2 separate regions of the Rattus norvegicus genome follow, and region 1 is linked to region 2. A link is a contact called in public Hi-C data. All regions are on one chromosome and are shown on one strand. Each heading gives the region's core, a stretch centred on a gene start, on an enhancer-like site or on the middle of the called end of the contact. The rest is flanking DNA. Distances are from core to core; before and after follow the strand shown. Region 1 holds the start of Zfand5 (zinc finger AN1-type containing 5). Region 2 has its middle 130 kb from the start of Zfand5.

Region 1 (4,809 bases), core at 465-2,964, 130 kb after region 2:
ATTTCTCTTTCTTTCTTAAAACTCAAGTTACACTGCACACAATTTTATCTGACTCTTCATTTATGTGTCAATATTACCATGTGAACACCACAAATGCAAAAATACATGTAGACAATATACTGATTTTAAATTACTCAGTTTGATATTACTTGTCAATTTTAAGTTACAATATTAACAAGTTTTGGTTTTTTAGCATTAAAGCAATCCTTAATCCAAAATGTCTCAATGTAAATCAAATAGAAGACTCTTGCTTTTGCAGGAATGAAGTCTAACCTGATCCATTACTGATCAGGCTTTTGGCAGATGTGTATGTTAGCATCAACAGCCTGACTTTAAAATGACTTTGTTGTTTACGTTGAACAAGATAAAATATAAAACTCAGTTTTCAAATGGAAGAATAAGGAGAGACAGACAATAAGTTATGTTCTTTTTTTAATTCTCTAAAGTTATTTTTATCCTCATAAGTATGGTTTCCATTAGCCTCTAGTGCTCCAGGCAAGAGCATCCTTCATCACGACTACCTCACCCCGACAAATGGACAGGACATTTTTCTCAGTAAACTGCTGTGGAAAATAAGGGGACCCTAAATGAAAAATAGATGACACTGAAAATGGTTGGTAAATTGTAGCAGTTATTTTTATTATTTACTAGTTTACAGAAATAAATCCCAAAGATCCTAGGACCAATGACTCGAACTAAGTTTCAAATACATTACTTGGTCATAGCAATGTAATCCCGAAATAGGTTTTAAAAATACATTATGTACCAGGTAACCCACTTGCTGTGCAGAAAGCTGTTAGATTTGGAGCATCAGGGCAGCACCCCTCCCCCACACTACCCCCACAATATCACAAATACAAAATCTAGACATAAGGTTCCTGTGGCCCAGTCAAGGTCAACTCTAAGGTACCTAGGAGAAGGGCCTAGGGTTCTTAAATAAATACCGGAAGTGAAGGAACCTAAGTGCATAATTGCCGCTAAGGTAGCCCTTATGTATTAAGGTCGGCAGAGACATTTTGTGCCCAGAACCCGCGGGGAGGCCAGCAGGGAGCTTCTTCTGTTCGTGCTCTGGGCAGGTACCCAGCACCTTGCCCTTGCCTGGGGTCCGGCTTGTTTGTCCCCAGGCTCCATCACATCAGGATTGTCCCGGTTCTCCAGCTTCACTGGAATAGTAAATTTCCAAGGGTTTCTATAGGTTGGCCTAACAGTTCAGAACGGCGGCGCGGGGCTGGAGCTAGGGCTGGTGGGCGGTCCTAGCTCAGAGCCAGCAGCGCAGCGCGACCTTGGGCGGCGGCAGGCGGAGCTGCGGCGACACCCGGAACCCTGCCAGCCTCCTCCGGGCCGCACCTTCCCGTCCCGCGGGGAGGGGACCCCAGCGGAGCTGGGGACGAAGCGTGAGAACTGGGTTGGCGGGGGAGGCTGAGGGCGGACAATAGGGTTAAAAATAGAAGCGCTGCCTCCTTGGACCCGCCGCAGCAGCTCCACCCAGGCCCCGGCGGGCCGGAGGGTGACTAGGCTACGGTGACCGCAGCCTCCGGGCTCGCCCCGCCCCCAAGCGCGGCCCCGCCCCCAGCTGGTGCCTGCAGGCCAGGGGCGGGGCCTTGCCCCGCGACGTCATCGCGCTGCAGGCGTGCCGACCGGGTTTTCGCTGACGCACAGGCCCCGCCTCCGCCGCCCTTTCCCTCAGATCCCGAACGCTGGTCAGAGCTAGAGCGTCAGTCGTCCGGATCGTGGAGCTGTGTGCATCTCGTCGTCAGTCGTCCGCTCGCCGCCCGAAGTCGCGCAGCTTCCCTGGCGAACGCGGAAGCCCGAAGAGCGCCGTCCTCGGGCCCTGTCGGCGCTCAGGCCCCTTCGCGCGCCTCCTCGCTCGGCCGGGACGTTGCTGTGGAGGCGTGAGGCGCCGGCGGTCGAGCACCTGGAGCGACGGTAGCCCGCGGCCTGCGGTTCTTCTCCTCCCCCGCCGCCCTCCCACCCGAGCTGCGGCGGGGCTCGGCCGCCTCGGTGCTTCTGCACGAACAAAGGAGGCCCCCGCGGCGCCGGCGCAGCTCCATCTGCGGTCCGATCCACCCGGGCCCGCGGCGGCCGCTAGCCAGCCCTTCCCGGAGGCCTCAGCCCGGCCCACCGCCCGGCGTCGCGCGCCAGCTCGCTAGTGCATCCGGGCCCCGCAGGGTAAGTGGCGCGAGCCGGGACGGCGCGGGGGCGGGAGCACGCCCGATCAGCGAGCACAAAGACCGGCCCGACTCGGCCAGCCGGCCGGCCGGGACAATGCCCGGCGTGCTGCGGCGCAAGGCGCGAGTCGGCCGGCCGGCCGGCTGGCCGACCAGACAATGGCTGAGGCGGCTGCTGCCGCGCCCGGCTCCCTGCACAGCCGAGTTGTTCCGGCGAGGGACTGCCGAGTGCATGACTCAGTGGTTTTTGGAGCAGGCCCTACCCGGCTTCCCGGAGCGCGGCCTGCGCTGCGAGGGGGATGGGGGACCTCTGGATCCCGAACTCGGTCGAAATCGCTGGAACCGGGACTTACGGCTCTTCTCCCGGAGGGATATTTAGCTTTTCCAAGGCGGTTAAGCTTCTCCCTCAAAATCCTTTCCGTGGAAGCAAGTCGAGCGCCTCTCCCTTTGTTTCCTACGTGAACATTTGTGAACTTGACATTTTGCTTGCTTTCCATGCACTCGGTGTAGTTGTATTTTGAAAGAAGGTAGAAGTTATCTGTCGATTGAAGCTGCCTAAGAATATTACCTGAGATAATTAGAAGAAAATAATATATAGGTCAAAGCCTCCATTCTTAAAATAGATGTTTAGTAATCAAGGGAATAGTAAGATGAAAATGAATTTTATCTTCTCATTTTTATTTTTTTGAAGTTGAGATTTTCATCCCTCAACTGCTGAAAATCTTTTCACTTTTACCTTTTAAGTTTGTTTTTAAAGTGCCCCGTCCCAAATGAGGGATTTCTTTTAGTTGTCCCAATTTTTTTTGTTTTTTTTTTTTTTTTTTTTTTGTTACCTGGGACTGCTATTAAGTATGGAAAGGAGCTTTTAAAGAAAAAAAAAAAAAAACTATTCGGCAGAGGTGACAGAGACCTGGAGACTAAGGACTTGCCCAAGGTCAGGCTTAGTGGGGCACATTAGAGCTTAGAATTCGGGTCTGACCTCGAGGTTAGGAAGTGATTTTTAACCACATTTTTAACCGTCATGTGCATCTGAAACAGCTATGAAATACTTTAAAAGAAAAACTCATTCATTTCAGATTTTGAGTTGGGAAGTTGTCTTTTTTAGTCTAGTAATGTTTGTTTTAAGCTATGAGCTAAGAAAAACCGTGAACTTTACGTAAAGAAAACAAACATTCTAGCTGTGCCTAAAGGGTTTATGGATGGATACTAAGTTTCTAACAACTTGTCCCCGTCCCCCCACCCCCGAATATAAGGGAAATACAGTATATCTAAACTTAACAAACACCCTATAGTTGTCATGAAATGTAAGGAGTGTTTGTGAGACCCTGTGCTTTCTCCACTGTGCCTACACTCTCCCTCCTTCCACTTTTAATAACCACATTTTACTTTATGATTTATTCCGCTTGGGTATTGTGGATTGAAGGTGAGACTGTTCTCTGATCCTGCATTAGGAAAACCTGGAGGCCTTAATTGCATTTTGTTTTGTTATGTGACATATATGAATGCTGCATGGTTAGTTCTTGGGGTTGTGTAGGAGTTGGCAGGCTCTGAGATATAAATAGAAGCTGATTTCAGAGGCCCCTGTTGACTAGGCTTTATGAGAGAGCCTCCATCCAGCTCAGCTTGTCACATTGCAGCCTTGTGACAGGCTGAAGCGCCCTCCCATGTGATCTAAGCTTCAGAGAAATATTAAAGCAAGCTGTGCACATGTGATGGCATTTAAAATCTGACTTACTAGAAGGAAGAAGTCGATAAAAAAAAGTCTTGATTCTTGGTCTTTCTGTGAACCTGTTAAGGTTTGAGTTGTGTTTTCTTAGGAAGGCTTTGGGTGGGATATTCTTCATTAACATAAGAAAAGTGCTTTCTTATTAACTAAGAGTAGATCTGATCTGTTGACCTTAGAATTTCCCTCATTAGACTTTAAAAGGATGTCAAGTGTCTCTGGAAGTTTGTGTGGTAAATGAGATTAGCATAGTTCTTTAAGCAGGCTGAAAAGGGCCCAACTTTTTGCATAGGGTAAAGGTCAATACATTGCATGGCGAAAATGAAGATATATAAATTTATTATTTCAGTCGTTTTCCTGTGCTTATGTTACACTCAACATTTTAAAACCTCAGCTAAAAGTGTTTACTGCACAAGTAATCTTGAAATATTTACACTGCCCTGCTCTAAAATGAGTCAGCTAAATTCCACTCACTATTTAAAGAGACAGTGTCAACTAAATTACTACTATTGTTCTAAACTGTGGCTTTTAATCACTATGTACTCTTGATTTGCTCAAAATAAGATGCTCTTGTGCTTTTTTTTAAAAAAAAGGGAAGATTGCTGTTCTTCAACTGTTCAAGACCCGGTACTCAAAAGGATTCTGTCCTGGTCACTCACGTTGGTTATTTACTTCTCTTCCTTCATTTTTTGATTTTGGTAAAGAGTTAATAGGTGTATTGTACTGTGTGGTAGTTGGAGAAAAAAATGAGTGACCATAGTTTCTTTTTAACCAAATACCATTAAATTTTTACAAAATTCTTTTCAAAGATAATTTTTCCTAATTTGTATTTGTCTCTTATACAGTGTGACGCTTAGTAAATTTAGCTCATTTTTATGCTAATGTAAACAACTTGGAAAAATCAAGGTATAGTTGCTG
Region 2 (4,926 bases), core at 226-2,725:
AGCAAGTTCTGTGACTTTCCAAGTGTTGCTTGACCTCAGGCTTCCTCAGTTTTCTTCACTACAGAATGAGATAAATGATGATCCTGTTCTTAGAAGTTTGATGTGAGCACTCAATGTATCAACACAGGAAACATATGTATTGCTATGTATATGACATACATGCCTGTCTCTGGAAACTAGGCTTCTCCTATAGATACCACAGCCAAATGCATCTTTGTCTATCCTCTTTGCCTTCTTTAACTTCCTCTGCCCCTCTCAGAAAAGCTGTGGCAAACAGACGAGGTTAGAAATGAAATGAAGAATGGGCCGGCTGTTCCCTCATAAATTGGAGCCCTTCTCAACCTTAAGGGTCCATATGAAATCTATAGTCTTATCACCAGTTCATTTTGTTCTTTTCAATTTGATTTATACCATTGATGAAACCAGGTTTCGTTTTCTTGTTTCCAGTGTATTTCACCAAGAGCTCATTTCCACACATAAACTGAAGACTCCTGTTTCTAAAACTTCCTAACTCCTAAAAGGTATTGACTCCTCCCCCACTCAGCAGCGCAGTAGCAAGCCTGTAAAAGATTGTTTTGCACCTGGGGAGGCAGCTTCCAGCGCTCACATAAATAATTTACGGGGATCAACACTTGCTTAAATTAATGGAAAGAAAGATGAACAGAAAGCATCTCCCTTCGCGCCCCAAATCTCCTCACTAGAGAAGCATTACTGGCATTCCTAGATGAGCACAGAGCTAAGCTGAGGATGCCAGGTGGGAGATAACAGAACAGCCCTGCTGTGAAGCTTACCCAGAGAGCGGAACAGAGGTTTTGTTTTGTTTTGTTTTGTTTGTTTTTGTTTTTTGTTTTTTGTTTACAATGTGAGGTGACTTTTATACCAGATACTGTGACCACAGACAACCAGGGAAACCATCCCTTGCAAGGAGCTATGGTAAGTCTCTACTGGCCAAACATGTAGGTTTCCTGAAGCAGCAAAACCTGAGAAGGACAAAAAATTAATCAGGTCAGAAAGGACTCCGAGTGAGCTGGTGATTCACGCTGTCCTCAGGAGGAAAGCTGGATGAGCCCTCTTAAAAATCCTTCAACCCTGGTTTCCTACTACTTTGTTCAAACACCAATTTATTCTCAAATATTAATTATATTTTAGAAGCAGAGTGTTTAACGATTTGGCTTTAAATTTCCCTCTAGAAAACTCATTAGGCAGTGGACAGAGCTGAATTTAAGCCACTTTGTTGACAAAGTTTTATGAAGCTCAAAACAGTTACAGACTACATTCAGGTACATTGAAGAAAAACTACAACCCTGGAGTAAAGTCCGTATTTCTCCTAGTCTGTAACACAATCCCGGCCGCACTCTTGCAGGGAGAAGAAAGGATATATTCTTGACCTTAATTGACCAATTCTTGATCCCTTGTAAACATGAAAGGCTGGCAGCTGGGCTTGTGTGTGCTAAACTCCACCCCCTCATTCACATACCATGTTTGGAGGGAACTTAGAGGCACTTCCTGTTTGAGGTCATGACCCAAGATCAGACATGGCTTAGGCAGAGTCAGAAAAACAGTGTCAGCTCGTGGAACTGGCTGCCTTAAGCCTTGAGTCACTCACATCTGCCTTCCCTATACCCGAAACTTAGAAGCCAGAGGTGGACAGAGAGCTCAGGAAAGCTGAGAATTTAATTAGAGACAAGCATTCCTGTTCTGGCTGACCTTCCCAAATGCTCACTTCTCCCAGTCCCTTACTCTCTCACACACATCCTCCGAAGGGGCTGGAGGAGAGGATCAAAGACAGGATTATACCTCTTTGAAGTGGTGAGACCGTTTACAGGTCTGAAGTCCCATTTTTTTTTCAGACTGTCAGTAAGGCAAGAAGAACCTGGAGAGCTCAACTTTCTGAAACAAGCTTGTCTCACAGCTCTGTGGCAATTGAGGAACAGGAATGGATAGCCTTGGCATCTTAAAAAGGATGTCTTGCAGCCCACAAAATTGCTTGATTAATTAATCCAGGCATTGTAATAACTGAAGTAATTGAAAACCAAATACCCATACCTGAACAGAAACAACCTACTGGTTTGTCAGTCAAGGCCAGGGTTATTGCTACACAATCCCTTAGGTTTTTGTTTTTCCCCCATGCAAGCCAAGCTAAGTACCCAGTACTAAGGCCGTGGCTGACATGCACTTTTAGGTATGCACATTTCCTTGTGATAGTAAACAAATGCAATCTGAGGATATTTATATTCACAAACTTTGTCCTCAGAGGAAAGGATAGGAAGGGGACGGAAGGCTGTGCTCTGAGTCTAAGCAGCAAACTTTATGTAAAATGAATGAAAAACGTGAATTAATGTCTATGGCCTTGTTATGCCCATGTTTGGCACTTTCCCTAAATTGTAATAAAACCAAGAGAACCAGAGTACTAATGAACAGCAGTAAAAGGAGCAAACAGCACAAATGAAAGTCAAAAATAGAAGATTTCAAGCTGCTTTTCACGGTGATAGAAATCTTACAGACTCCCTCCTGTGTTTATGAAATTCCTGCTGCGGTCTTCAGCACTCTCAGGGACCACAGAATTCCTGCCTTTTCCAGTGTGACTCTTCAACCCCACTAGTTTCAAAGATATAGACAGCTAGGACCCTTAAATCTTCCATACACCAGCATGTGAAGCCTGCCCAAGACACATCCAATACCTCTTTACTGTAAACCACCATCCACGAACCATAAATAACTACATTCAAAGCTCCTCAACGAGAAGTTTCTTCAAACTTCATTTTCTACAGGGACCGGGTCAGTGGTGTGCAGGAAGACCAAGGCAGTGGCAGTGGGAAAGTCTGACCCACTCACGTCTTCTCTCTCTCTCTCTCTCTCTCTCTCTCTCTCTCTCTCTCTCTCTCTCTTTCTCTCTCTCTCTCTCTCCTTAACTCTAGTCACTTTTCACACTGAGATTTATAAGCCCAGTGCTAACATTTTCTCATTTTTAAAAGATTACAAAAGTCCCCGCAGGGAAATGTCATTTGCCACCATATAAATGTTTGCAGCAAGGTAACTTTTGTAAAACACCATGCTCGGAAATGAATTCATGGCTATGAAAATAAACAGCAAATCGGGATCACTGGTCTACAGTTTTATCTCTGTGCATGCAGACACACATATGTTCTGCAAACAGATTGGTCACTGGACTCTCCTCACTCTTCACAGTAAGAGATCTGGAAATGGAATTTGTCAAATTTCCATCACCCTTGGAAACAAATTGTAGAAGTCTTGACTTTGTCCCTTTATGAATTTTATATCTTTTGTGCTATAATGATCTCAATAGCCTACACTGTAATGAATGATGGGTATGGTGATTCACAGAATGTACCAAAAGAATCACCAAAAGTTTAAGCCTAGACTGGGCTGGCTACGTAGTGATTTCTGGGCCAGCCTGGGCTACAAGTGATACTATGCCCCAGCAAAGAAATGGAATGGAAGGAAAAACAAACTCACTGTACTTAGTATGAATTTTTAAAATAAGAGCTTCGTCCATTTACTAAAATATGATGTCTATGGGTCCTGCTAAGACTGAACCCCCAGTGAACTAGACTATGGGGGGAGGGCGGCAATGGGGGGAGGGTTGGGAGGGGAACACCCATAAGGAAGGGGAGGGGGGAGGGGGATGTTTGTCCAGAAACTGGGAAAGGGAATAACACTTGAAATGTATATAAGAAATACTCAAATTAATAAAAAAAAAGAAAAAAGAAAAAAGAAAAATTATTTAAACACCAGAAATTCCCTCTAAGCCAAAAAGGTATGTATATTCACTGAAAAGTAAGGAGTTGATGTTCTATAATGCAAAATTTTGTTCTCTGTAAATACTAGAATTGGAGACTTTGAGTCTTAGGGGCAGATAGAATAGCTCAGAGAAAGGTAAGCTCCCAGAACTGGGTGAGGTAGGCAGTTACTCAGTAACAGTGGTTACTAGGGTATGTCTACAATAACAACCTCCCCAAGGTGTATTTCTTCTCTTGCCCCTCCCCCCACTGCCCACTACATTCAAATGGAGGAAGAGTGAATGGGTTGATTCTGATATTGTAATCTTATTATACAATCTATTAAAATTATCAAGACAGTAAATTTATCATCCTAAGTAAAGCTTCTCTGAGAACCTGAATGTAAGGAGAATATATGAAAGGTAAACAGGAACTTTCTAGACCAGTCCTGTAGGTTCTGTCCTGATCTGTAGTGAGACTCAAAGATCAACAGAAAACTGTTCTTCAGGAAACAAGATACATACAATGTTCAAATGCATAGTTACTGTGGTTTCAGAGTGTACAGCGTATAGCAGAGACATTCCACAGTCTTGGATGAGACAGTGTACTGTGTCCTTGTCTTGTGCCTGCCTCACGAGCAACACACTTCACTTTGCTGTGTAGCCTGTGGAAATGTTCTTCAGTGTTCTGAGAATTGGAAGTCATTACAGGGTGCACATTGAAAATAGCTGCTCATTCAAAATAAGCTGAAAGCCAAAGACTGTTACTTCTAGTATAATTATTCTAATGGGATTAGGTTAATCCATTTCTCTGCTAGATCCTTATATTAAAGATGGCTTCCTTTTTCTCTCCCAGAAAATGTCTGTTGTTTAAGAGCAGAGTAATTGCATTCTACAAAGTCATTATGACTCCATGTAGTCAGGCACCAAGATTACCAACTCAAGGCTAGACTTTAGTGTTGTATGTTACCACAAAACAGCTGCTAACAGTCAGGGTATTTTCAACCTACTTTGAGGGAAGTCATTTTATTTCCACATTTACTGCTGTTAGGGTTCTTGTATGTGATCCATCAATCAGTCTGCTTCATTGATGATGAAGCAGTTCTCACTAGCTCTAATGAAACAACTCTACCATGTAAAGTTGGAGTTTGGGATGTAAACAGCATGAACTCTCGATATCTACTGTT

The links. Hi-C and Micro-C count contacts between places; a contact is called where the count stands out from the background.
Region 1: a Hi-C map of psoas muscle shows a contact between it and region 2, with 2.2 times the contacts expected there. The contact joins the promoter of Zfand5 here to the enhancer-like site in region 2. A contact is called at or near these places in 1 of 12 Hi-C or Micro-C datasets (psoas muscle) and 1 of 1 datasets of contacts at active chromatin or transcription factors (oligodendrocytes).

Annotation. Positions count from the first base shown.
Region 1 is chr1:228,191,051-228,195,859 of GRCr8, forward strand. It overlaps Zfand5 (zinc finger AN1-type containing 5), which reads left to right and starts at 1,715. Exons shown (of 6, transcript NM_001401398.2): 1 at 1,715-2,169.
Region 2 is chr1:228,056,511-228,061,436 of GRCr8, forward strand. No RefSeq gene overlaps it. Among named protein-coding and RNA genes, the nearest start is that of Zfand5, 130 kb to the right of the region's middle. Within about 2 kb of position 1,476, at least 13 of the 93 cell types and tissues checked have an H3K27ac peak or open chromatin away from gene starts, as enhancers often do.